2 separate regions of the Macaca mulatta genome follow, and region 2 is linked to region 1. The links are chromatin contacts, called in public Hi-C maps. All regions are on one chromosome and are shown on one strand. The core of a region is the stretch at or near the end of the contact, and the rest is flanking DNA. Distances in the headings are between cores, read along the strand shown.

The links. A called contact is a pair of places that touch in the nucleus more often than the background predicts.
Region 2: a contact with region 1 is called in a Hi-C map of fetal cortical plate, with 4 times the contacts expected there. The contact joins the promoter of LOC144330202 here to the promoter of ARHGAP5 in region 1. A contact is called at or near these places in 4 of 14 Hi-C or Micro-C datasets (CD4 T cells, fetal cortex germinal zone, fetal cortical plate and 1 more).

What each region holds. Positions count from the first base shown.
Region 1 is chr7:105,176,947-105,183,674 of T2T-MMU8v2.0, forward strand. ARHGAP5 (Rho GTPase activating protein 5) reads left to right here and starts at 2,537. Exons shown (of 7, transcript NM_001198663.2): 1 at 2,537-2,615.
Region 2 is chr7:105,295,627-105,301,655 of T2T-MMU8v2.0, forward strand. It overlaps LOC144330202, which reads left to right and starts at 4,401. Exons shown (of 2, transcript XM_077940884.1): 1 at 4,401-4,775. The coding sequence starts at 4,439. LOC114679738 (U6 spliceosomal RNA) reads right to left here and starts at 4,320; the gene lies at 4,214-4,320. It also overlaps the pseudogene LOC114680083.

The DNA.
Region 1 (6,728 bases), core at 1,287-3,786:
CCCAATTCCCATTTCAGATTTTTATTGATATAGAAAACTCTATTTTTTGAGAAGAGCAAATTACATACAATAACTTATTTGTACTGGTAAGCACCTTTAGACTATTAGTATTGATAAGAAACAAAGTCCTACATTTCCAGGCTCCCTAAATCAAGATAAAGAACTGAAAATAATGTCGACTATGAAAATCATTGTTTGGAAATCGTGATTTTTTTTTTTTAATATCTTCTGGTGTCTTCATTATAAGAAAATAAACGAGATTTCAAGTCTTCCCCGCCTCCAGTATCATGACCTGTAACTGAACATTACACCTTTTTAATGTTTTCTTTAGAAGCCCTGATTTATTTGGCTTTTATGTTGATACATGTCCATGGTTATTAAAATTTCTGATTATTTAGGACATAATTTTTAAAGTATCTTTAGGGTATACACTGTATAGTACTTAACATCTTATTCAGGTTATGACTTTGAACTACATCATTATAACACTAAAAAAGCAACCTTGGCAAACATCAGTACCTTACATAACATAAAAAATAAAGAATAGCTTGAATTTAAAATACTTTCTATATGTTTACTTCAGGTATTCTTAAGGGCTTTTAGTACAAAGATAAAAAATGCGTTGGAGTGCATTAACTTTCCAACTTATATAAATGGTGTAGATACCTATGGCATTAATACCACATTTTGATGGTTGGATCACCCACCAAATTCCCTTCTCTCCTTTTTTACTTTTTTCTGTTTACTTTCATTGCAAGTTTCTTTCCGTACCCTTCTTTCCCACCTACAATTTGTAACTGAAAGAAAGAAGTAGCTACAGACCTTACCTAACCTACTCTTAACCTACTTGGTAGGGAGGATTCAGATGCTCGAATAAGGGATTTTAGTCATGCCTTTTAGAAATTAGGGAGCAAGAGATATATAGAAAAATTAGAAATGTCTCTTCTACCTTTATTAAGTTTACCTTTGAGAAATATGAACAGGGGCAGAAGGACGGAAAAACAAACAGAACTTCTGCTGGAATATTGTGACAGATTTACTGACAAATATTTTCTAACAGATTTTTACCAACAGGCAGTTTTTGTTTTCTTTACTGACAGACCGTAAATGTACTTCTGGTTGGCAGCAGCTGCATCATTATAACACTAAAAAGCAACCTTGGCTAACTTCATTACCTTATGTAACGTAAAAAATAAAGAATAACTTGAATTTAAAATACTTTTTATATGTTTACTAACAATAAACTATTTTCAATGCAGGAAATAAATCTTTCCCCAAAGAGGAATCCCCCCTCAATTACTTTCTTTTAGACTTAACAAATTGGAGTAGATGTGGTTTTGCTCATTCTTTTATCTGCTGGCAACTATTTTAAGTCTCCTGTGTAAGGCAGATTCCGATGACCTCGGGAAAGTCACAGGACCTCAGTTTCTTCAATGGTAAAAGCAAAGGCAGTGGTTTCGACCGTCCTTTCTCACTGCACCATTCAGCGCCAGTGCCCTCATGAGAAACACACCCAAAGCCCAGTGTGCTCTATCTCGAGACTTGTGAAATTTCTAGAGTCTCAAAGTATGTTTAAGGCGGTATAATAAAAGCCAGGTGGCCGACAGTTCCTAAAGTTAGGCTGGTAGTGGCGTGAACAGGGTCTTTTGGGCCACCCTGAGACCCGCCCCAAGTCTTGGCTTCTCGCTCCACTTCCACAGAACGTACTGAATCAGGGGCCTGCATCCCCGCGTGGTGCCGGCGGAGAAATGGACTCCTTTTCTCGCTCCTGTGGAGTTTCGTCTTCTGGGTGAGTGTGGCACCGGGTCCTGGGCGGGTGATGTCTGTAGTTGGCAAGCGATCCTCAGCCAGAAAACTGGCCGCGCACACAGGCGGAGACACGCGAGCATGTTCCTGCGAACCAGCTTGGGCGCATGTTTTCCTCCCTTGCATTCTCTAATGCTCAGAGACCGTAAGGGGATTTATCGAGAAGCATTCGGTGCCCATGCCCGGTTTGAAACCGCGAGCACAATATCTGGTTCCTTTGCAGTACGGTGGTTTGCTCCTGAGTTACGACCAGAAACCGGAACAGAAGGAAAGGGAGAAAGCAGGGGAGGTTCGGGGACGACGGCGCTCCGGGCAGCAAGGCAGCAGCTTCCAAAGCGTGGAGGATGGGACTGAGGAGGAACGGAATACGGAGAAAGAGGGAAGCTGAGGAAAAATACTCACGCCAATGGGTAAAAGGGAAAAGGTGAGAAGGAATGGAGTAGGAGAGGGAACCAATGGTGGGAGAGGCGGAGGAAGAAGGGGGAGGGGCAGAAGCCAATGGGGGAGCGGAGAGGAGGGGGAAGCAGAGGGGAGGAGGGAGCGGGGACGCGAGCGAGGACGCGGTCCCGCGCGCTCGCCCCCTCCCTCCGACTGGATCGCTCGCGCCTTCCCAGGCTCCCGGGAGACGAGGGCAGGGGCGGGGCCGTGCCGGGCGCGCGGCGCGGGAGGTGTCGCGAGGTGAGGGGGCGGGGGCGGGGGATTGTGGGGCCGGCAGCGCGGGTGCGCGCGCGCGCGCGTCCCGAGCAGGCTGCGCCGCCGCTCCGCCCCCGGTCGGGTGTGTGGCTGCGCGCGCCGGGAGAGATGCTGAGGTAAAGTTCGGGGAGAGAGGGAGAGAAATCCGTCAGCGCGAGGGAGCCCGAGTGGCCGCCATTACTGAGCCCGGCGCGGCGGCGGGCGCTGGGGAAGGGGGGAGGGACGGGGCCAAGGCTGGTGGCGGGAGGGAGGGAAGAAGGGTGGGTGAGCTGGCTGCGGGAGCCGTGGGGCTCAGGGTTTCGGGGCGTGTGTGTCGGGGAGGGCGGGGGGAGGTGGCTGAAGGGACGCGCCGCTCGGTGAACGCGCCGGGGAAGAGAGGCGAGCGGAGAGTGGAGGAGGAGGTGGCGGCGGCGGGAGCGCTCCCCAGGAATGTCGCTGCCGCCGCCACCGCCGGGGCCGCTGCCGTTGAGGTGGAGACCGAGGAGACCGACGTTGTTAGGTAGGACCTTGCGGCTCCCGCTCCTCCGAGCCTGCCTGCCCCCTCCCAGACGGGGACCCTCCTGCGGCTAGCTGCCCCGCTCGGTCGCCGCTGCCGGTTGTAACCAGTTGAAGGGGCTGGGGCCCCGCGGCCGCCGAGGGGAGCCTGGCGTTGCATTCGGTTTTCGCAGGCCGGGCGGGCAGCAGCTGCAGCGTTAGGGATACGGTCGGCGTGAAGGGCAGAGAGGCCGGGGGAGGGGGTGCTTTCTCCACAGGTGACGGGGCCAGGGTCGGCGGAGGCCTGGTGCTGGCCGGGGATCGCCGGCCCCGCCAGGCGTCCGCTCTCGCCCGTCGCCTCACTTGCTCGGGTCTCGGGTGGTCCATCGGGAGGGGAGGTGGCGGTGTCCGTTGGCCGGGTTGCTGCTGTTAACGAGTTCCACCTGGAAGGGGGTACACGGGGCGGGTGGAGATTCTCAGAAACAGTCTCGGTTGCAAACTTAAACGCCTTGTAGGGGGATCGGCCCTTTCACTTTCCCTCATCTCCCCGACTCCTCCCTGGGTTCTCTTCACCAATTTTCCATCCGCTTTGAAGCTTGGAGTAAGATCTGAGAAGTTGTACTGCGCAACCAGAGCCCAGAGTCCTATGGGCTGACTGCGACTGGGTTGAGGCTTTGATACTGAGTTTTCGCTAGAATAACCTCCAGATTCTTCTTCTCTTTCCACTAAAGAAAAGTATCGGGGTGGGGGTGGGGAGCCGCGCGGGAGCGCGCGCGCACTTATCCACACAGAAATACTCCCTCTCACCCTCCCTCTCCAGCGTTATTAGAAATGCAGGAGAGCTGAAGGCACGGGGGTAGCTGAGGTTGAAAGGTGCACGGAAGTAAGGGCAAACTGTTATTAGGACATTTAGTAAAATCCCGAGAAAGTTGTAGGGGAGACGCTTATACTTCTACCATGTGATAGAAATTCGGATTTGGCCATAGCTTAATAAATGGGAATTCAAATATTTTGAGACAGAGCAAGATAGGCATATAGATGGGTTTGTGCTCACGTTTTAAGTTTAAATTCTCATCGATCATTTACTTTTTCCTTTGTGATAGGTGGGAAACTGAATTTAAAAAAAAATATTCAGGTGTAAAACAGCAAAATGCTTCGCTGTATTTACTAGTACTTGCTTATGTTGCCTTCTACAGGTGGCGGGTGGTGGGGGGGGTCGAGTTTGTCAGTTCCTCTTAAGTCCAGAACCAGTATTCAGTTAGAACAGTTAGGTGTTAGGTGGTGTTTATCCGCCTGAAGGATCTGGTTCACTTCATGGGAGATTGCTCTACATTTCCATTTAAAATGGTTCTCCTAACAAAAATTTCATCTAGATGCAACATTTGGAATAATGTTTGGTTTAAAAATATGTTAATGAAACCTTTTGCTGTTAATTCCAGTTTATTTGTACTTTAATACCATAAAACGGTATTCTTATTCAGTGTTTGTAGATAACCATACTAACCGTATAGGTAACCTACTGGACAGTTTTCTGAGTAAGATTTTGCTTTCATTTTAAATTCCTTTCTCATTTTTTGCTTTCATCTATCCTTTGTATACTAATTGACCTCCATTACCTTTATCTATAGTACAAAGAGTGGTAAGTATGTGTCACCAAAAACTTGCAAAGATACTGGAGCAATTTATGACTAAACACACTGGAGTGAAAGGCTGCGCATACCTATGCTTGTAACTTTCAAGAAATAGCACTATTGATCTAATTGACTTAAAGTGGAATCAGACGGTACAGATGATTAAATAACTATTGATTTGGTTGTCTTGTGTAGGCTACGTTTTTAAACCCAGATCAACATGTCTTATTTTGCCATTCTCTGTGCATTAATTATTAAGAGTACTGGGGAGTGAAGTGGGTTACCCTTTGATGTAAGAATTGTGGCAGAATTCTGTTATCTTTATGAGTTTTGTAGTGCCCCTCCCCATTTAAACGACCTTAGCAATTTTTAAAATGTGTTCCAAAATTATTACCTTAATTATGTCACAAAATACTTAAGTGTTTTGAAAACCGTCTTCCCTTCTTACTTGTGTTTGAAAAGCGTATTAGCACATTTTTTTGGAGAGTTATTTTGACCTTGAAAGGTAAGATTATTTAAGGAATGAATATTGTATTTGCATTCCATTTTTGGATTTGAAGTAGCGATACAGCTTATAATAAGTTTTCTAACTCACTTTTTTAATTGAAGAAAAAGGTCTCATAAAGACTTTACTAAACTTTTCCATCATTAGCAGGATGTAAGATGAGTGTTGGCCTTTAGTGATCACTTCTTAAATATGAAATGGCATAATAGAGATTTTCTTGGTAGCTACAGAATAAGTTTTGTCACAACTCTAGTTTCCACAGATACTATTTTAAGAACTATTTATTTGGGTTGTATGGTCCGCAGTTTTTTCTTTGCATACCAAGAAGGTGTGCAGTAATATAATTGGCTGAAGAAGCATTGTACAATGTTCTGTTTTAGTGATGTCTATGTCTCTAAAAGATACTTGTAATATATATTTACAGTACACCAAGGGAATTTAATTTCTAAAAGAACTGTGAAGAAACATCAATAAAGTGATTCATCATTCAGTAATTTGAGTAATCAGGCTCTTAAGTGCAGGCTTTTGTCGATCATTTTATTGAAGTAGGAAAAACCATATTAGAAATTAAGAAAAACGCTTCAATGCTAAGAATTTTAAGTACGAACTTTAATTGGTTTTCAAACTCTGTTCCTTGGATTCCTGTGGGTTTTTTCCTAGATTCCTTGAGACTTCCTATGACAACCCACCCTCCCAAACCAGGACAGCTTTTGTTTTTATGTATTAAATGTATTGTATTTAAATATAAGAATATTTAACTTAAATATAAGAAAAATATTTATTATTTAAATATAAGAAAAATAGCTAATGGGTACTAGGCTTAATACCTGGGTAACAACAAACCCCCTTGACATGAGTTTACCTTTATAACAAACTGCACGTGTCCCCCTGAACTTAAAGTTTAAGAAAAAGCCCCTAAAAAAAAAAAAACCATCTACATTAACTTTTTTTAAGTCTCTGATTTGTTATTCATTAGTTCAGATTACTTTTATTTAGCGCTTACTATGTGCCAACCCTGGAATTACCAAGATAAATTAGATACAGGTATAATAGCTCAAGCTGTGTAAAGGAGTAAATAGTTAAAAGTATTAAGATGTGAAGAAAAAAGAATGCCTGTTTTTCTCAGGACCTCTGGGAATCCTTCATAGAAGAAGAAACATTTTGAGTTTTAATTGCAAGTAGGAGTTTAGATGTAAGAGAGAACCAAAAAGGATAACCTTTTTTTTTTCCCCCTACTGTGTTTTGGAAGCTGTCTACAATACTTAGATTTGCAGTGAAATGAAACAGATTGTTAATGCTTGGTCATATATGTATGTTTTACTTCGTAGAATTATTACTTGGGAAAAAGAGCATAACCTCGTAATTTCATGGTTAAAATTTGACTAGTATGTCACTTGCTTAGAGTCTCAAGCTTTTCATCATGAAGAGTTAATGGTAAAAATAGATATTCATTTTTCTAGTGTTAGATTAGCCTTAGCTTGTTTTATTATCCCTGACCAATATTTTATTGAGCAGCGAGGCACTGAGTGATACAAAAAGTATAAAATATTACTCCCTTAAAAGATCTTTTAACTTTTGTGGAGAGACAGCGAGCATGACACTTTAAGAATTTGAGGTAT
Region 2 (6,029 bases), core at 3,151-5,650, 120 kb after region 1:
AAAGAGGACATATATAAGTCACCTGTGAGAAATTGTTTTAGCTCTTTTAACATTACATTGTTCAGTAATGCCATAACTCTAAAATTAAGTTTTCGTATTATTTCTGTACACATCTGAGCATTTAAAACAACTTACTTTATTATTATTATTATTTTTTTACTGACAGTGTTCTCACTCTGTCACCCAGGCTGCAGTGTAGCAGTTTGATCATACTTTACTGCAGCGTTGAACTCCTGGGCTAAAGCTATCTTCAGTCTCACAAATAGCTAGGACTACAGGAGCATGCCACTGGGCATGATATATATATATCTCCAGTATACAGAGTCCCACACAGATATAAATAAAACACAATGAGAAGCCTTGTTTCTTCTTTATCTCCAATGGTCTAACTATAAATTCAAGACTGAAACTTTAAAAATAGCTTAAGAATTGTCTTAATAATTAAACTAACTTCAGGTAATCTTCAGGTATATACACCCAGTATATACCTCTCTCTCTATATATATAAATATACACCCAGTATATCTATATATATGTAGATATACGTACAGATATATAGATATATCGATATATCTGTCTTTTTCTGTGTTTGTGGTTATAATTCTTTTCTTTCACAGCTTTTGAAAAGTAATAAAAACAATATGTTCTTTCCCCCTCAAAAAAATTAGGCAAAAATGACATTCCCGTTGAGTTAAATTGCCTAATTACACACAAATGTCGATATATGTATGCCCAATTACTTACATCGCTGTAAGTATCTATACATTTATATATAGATATACTGGGTGTATAATTATAGATATAGAGAGGTATATATTGGGTGTATATACCTGAAGATTATAAATATAGATCTATATATAGAAATATAATACATAAACATATCTATATAAACATATATAATATATATTTATATTTATCTCTATATATCTATATATAGAGATATCTCTCTATATATAGAGAGAGATAGGGAGGCTGGGGTCTCACTAAGTTGCCCATGTGGTCTTGAACACTTGGTCTCAAGGGGTCCTCCCACCTTGGCCTCACAAAACTCTGGGACTTCACCAGGCCTACAACCATTTGTAAAGATTTTTTTTCCCCAATGGATTTATCTCCTGCCAACCTTCAAACATTTCTTTTTCTTGTATGTGCTAAGTCTTTTCCCTCTTTTCAGAATGGAAAGAGTTTATAAGTAGTCATCCGGGAATGCAGCTTAACTCTGAAGGCCCATATAGCTTGTAGGGACATCAAGTTCATGACCCTGTAACTCTGATCGTCCTTCTAACTATAGATTCTTCTGACCATGTATCCTTTAATAAGCTGATTAGTTGTAAGGTTTTAAAGAGAGAACATGAAAGAATTTTTATATTCTTCTTCAAATCATAAAATTGAACATCGATTTACTGCTTCCTAGCTTTGAAGTCACAAAGCAGAAACAGCTTATTGGAAAGACAGCATTATGAGAAATATATCAAACCACATTTGATTTGTAATTGGGCAATTTAACTCAACAGGAATGTCGTTTTTGCCTAATTTTTTTGAGGGATACCTCAAATAGTGTTTTTATTACTTTTCAAAAGCTGTGAAAGAAAAGAATTACAACCACAAACACGGAAAAAGATAGGCTTAGCAATAATTCCTGTGGGCTTACCTTTCTGTTCCTTTTTCTGTTTTTGGCTCAGCAATACCAGAAACTCGTATGATTTCACACTATTTTCTTTTGATACATCAGAAAATTGGATACCAATTAAAATTTTTCTCAATTACTGATTTTTAGTAGGTTTCTACTTCAAAATATTGTTTTCAGGAAGGGGTAAAACGACCAGAGGAAGGAGAAAAAGCAGCAAAACTCCAGTTATTGGTAAATGTGCCATAGTCCTCATTCAAGGTGCCGTTTTAACGCAACACAGGCAAACATTTGCCCTTCACTTACTTCAATATATGAAATACTGTAACCAAATAAATACCAGAGGCTTTGATCTTTGGCCCTCATCTCACAACGCTCAGGGATATGACTTGAACAGTATGATTTTTGCTGTAGTTAAAAATGAGAATATTTAACACTAACAGAGTATTTCTTGACAGTAGGTCTGTCCTGTACGTTTGTATTCTAACAGGGTTAGGATTAGAGTGCCGGGAGGTATAAGGACGTACAAGAATGCTTCTCCAGTTCAACTCTAAGGGAACGATGTAATTCCTCAAATTCACCTCTCAGCCTGTTTTTCAGCGTTCCTGTGTTTGGCTGCCAGGGGCGAAAGTAGCGGTCGAGGGAAGACACCTGTGAAGGGGCGTGGCTACTCGCCCGGGCTCCTCCGTCCCCTGACCCCAGAGGCCCCTGCGCAGAATGGACGGAGGAGTTGCTGTACTAGAGCGGTGTGGCCGCCCTGTCCAAGTCCTCAGCTCCCGACCCGACGGGCGCCTGTGCACACCGGCAGGAGACAGTCACGCAGATGCCAGTGTAGTCCACGGCAGCTTAGAACGTGGTGCCGACCGCTCCAGAACTGAGTGGTCGAGTCGTTGTAAGGACTCTCCCAGAGAGTTGAACTCTGGGCTCACTTCGGCAAAGTCTGTTGGCACAAGGCCCCAGTGTCACTGGCGAAATATCGGTGAAAATTTCCATGTTTTGGGGAGGACCCCTGCTGGACCTAGTGACCTAGCGGGCCAGCCGCCTCCCTAGCTCCCAGAGAGGCTTCGGAGAGACGCCAAGCGCTCCAGACCGGCGCGGTCCTCCGCGCTCCACTGCTGCCGCACGGACTGCCAGGCTCCCAGCATGCTCCGCAGGCTGAGCTCCGCAGCAAGAGAACTCAAAGCCCCGGGCCTGGGTCCCACGCGGGGCCCCTTACCCAAGGTGCCCCGGGCGCTCATTTGCATGTCCCACCCAACAGGCAAACCTACAGGTCAGTCGCGGCCGAGTACGGCCTGGCGGTCAGAGCACCAAACTTACGAGCCTTGTGATGCGGTTCTATTGCATGAAATTCTCCTAAAGGCCCCAAGATGAACGGGAAAGCGCGCGGTTCGCTCACCGTAACTAAAACAGGTGAGAGACTCCCGTGCCTTATAAGGCCTGTGGACGGAGACAATTGCGTGCTCGCTTCGGCAGCACATATACTAAAATTGGAACGATACAGAGAAGATTAGCATGGCCCCTGCGCAAGGATGACACGCAAATATGGAACGCTGTGAAGCGTTCCATATTTTTGCGTAGTCTTCGATAATCATTTCAATATCTGCTAACTAGCACTAAGGAAATAGTGTGAATCTAAGCAAAAATGGGTGGCACCCAATGACGAAATTGTGGTTTTCATTACAAAAAACTTGTGTAAGGAGATCTATGAAGTGGGAAGGGAGCAGAGTCACCCGTGGAATGTCGTGTGCGAATATATCGTTAATGCGCATTTTGGAAATGGAGAAAGGTCACCTTGTGCCTTCTTCATTGAACTTTTCATTCTGAAATAGACTTACGGTCTTGTCTCCCCAAACAACACAAACTCCAGAGCCCCAGCTTGTTTGGCTTTTGTTCAATAGAAGACCACCTGGCATATGAATTGTTCAATGACTCCTTACTAAATCTTTCCTAAACTAATAAATCTCTACTAAAGGAAGGAAACGTTAGCGCTCATTTCTGGCGCCTACTTTGTGCCATTCTCCATCATTTTAGACCTGAGTGCTTACATCCTTTTTCTCTTAGACTGCGAGCTGCACAAAGGAAAGGAATGCTACTAAGGACTGGTATTATTGGAGGTCAATGTTGGCCTTTGCCTATAGATTTAAGAGCTCCAGGACCCATTTGAATACTGGCCACAAGTAGCAAGGCCATTCTGGATCTGTTTTCACGAGTCTTCTGTTTTCATGTATCCTCTAAGAAGTACTTAGAAAGGCCGGTTTACATAAATCGGACAGATTCTGTGATGGGAAATTCGATTAGGAGGAATGTTCATTGCCCAGCCTGAAAGCATATTTTACTCAATGAAAACAAGTATTTGGATGCAGATAGGAGGATCACCTGGGTAACTTAATAGTAACGTGACTGGGCGCCTTGAAGATGGAGGCTGTGGAGGAAGGGAGCCCACCGGGAGACAGAACCGGTGGGAGGCCCAGACAGCGTCGTAGATGTCCACTAGGCTAAGTCCGCGAGCAGGAAAATGCAGGTCCAGAGAAATCTTGAACAGCCTCCACAAACACCACCGTGTCTTGTCCAGCAACCTTCGTGAACCGCGAAAATATGGAACGCTTCACGAATTTGCGTGTCATCCTTGCGCAGGGGCCATGCTAATCTTCTCTGTATCGTTCCAATTTTAGTATATGTGCTGCCGAAGCGAGCACGCAATTGTCTCCGTCCACAGGCCTTATAAGGCACGGGAGTCTCTCACCTGTTTTAGTTACGGTGAGCGAACCGCGCGCTTTCCCGTTCATCTTGGGGCCTTTAGGAGAATTTCATGCAATGGAACCGCATCACAAGGCTCGTACGTTTGGTGCTCTGACCGCCAGGCCGTACCCGGCCGCGACTGACCTGTCAGGTTTACCTGTTGGGTGGGACATGCAAATGAGCGCCCGGGGCACCTTGGGTAAGGGGCCCCGCGTGGAACCCAGGCCCGGGGCTTTGAATTCTCTTGCCGTGGAGCTCAGCCCGCGGAGCATGCCGGGAGCTACCAACGCTGCGGCCGCCTCGGACCGCGCGGCGGGGTCCAGCGCCCAGGCGAGCTGGAGACACCGTGATAACGAGGCTCCTGCGGCACCGGGAGGGCCGGCCCGGGGTCGGCGCGACACCTTTAGAACAGGTCGTTTCACCATAAACTTCCTCTGACGAGTAATTCTTTTTAAAAAAGTAATTAACCTACCATTATCACACCTAGAAAAGTTAATTCCTTAATGGCACCTAATATTCAGTCTACTTTCAAATTTCCTTATTTCAGAAATTCCTTATTACAGTCGAATTGTCACAAAGATTCAAACAAGGTCCCACGTTGTATTTGGTTGCTACCACCCTGGGTCTCTGTTGTCCTCTAATTGCCCTCGCCTCGTTTTTCTTCATGTCATTCATATACTGAGGGATATTTGCCCTGTGGAATGTCACAGATCTTGGGATTTGGCCCATTACTTACGGATAGTGTCGTTTAACTTGTTTCTCTAGCCTCCATGTTTCTTGAAAATTTATAGTTAGGGGTGATGGACTCATTCGATTCTGGTTCAGTTGTGTTGTGTTTTGTTTTGAAGCCCGCACGGCTTCAAACAGTGGTAGGGTGTGTGCTTACTGCACCTCAGCGAGAGTCGTGTATCTGCTGGCTGTCCCGGTGTGAGTGATGCCTACCCCTAACCTGTGGGTGCAGGTGGTCAGCCGTCTGACCCCTCACACTATAAAGTTTCCCAGAAATCTTTCCTTTAATGGTTTTAGGATACACCCATGAACAATATCCAAGTAGAAGGTCTGGTCTGGTGGTTTGCTTGCTTTTTGTTTTGTTTTGAGGACACATTGTAATTGTACATATTTACGGGGTGCAATTTGATGTTTCGATACATATCTATGTTGTATAACGATCCAACCAGGGTAATGTATCCACCATCTCATGCATTTATCCTTTCTCTGTGGTGAGAACATTCAGTAGCCTCTCTTCTAGTTATTTTGTGGTATACAAAATTTTACTGTTAACCGTCTTCACCCTACTGTGCAATAGAATATCAGAATTTTTTCCCTCTTCTTTAATTGTAGCTTTGTACCCATTAACCAATGTTTATAAACAAACATTGTGAGTTTGTGAGTTATAAGGATGTAACCCCATGGCCTATGGTGGCTAAGTTCTGTATCCCCTGGGAGAGATTGAGAGAATAATAAGATCAGGGAAATAAATTAGGAAAGAGTGTTGATACCACTTGAGTCTCTGGATCATTTGATCCTATGACCAGGTGCTTTCCATAGTTGTTGGGTTACTTGTTCTAGGAAATTACTTTTCTTAGGCTAGATTAAAGTTGTTTTTGCCAAATGCAAATAGGAGATCTTAAACATTTTTGAGTTCAGCATGTCTTCACACTGCACA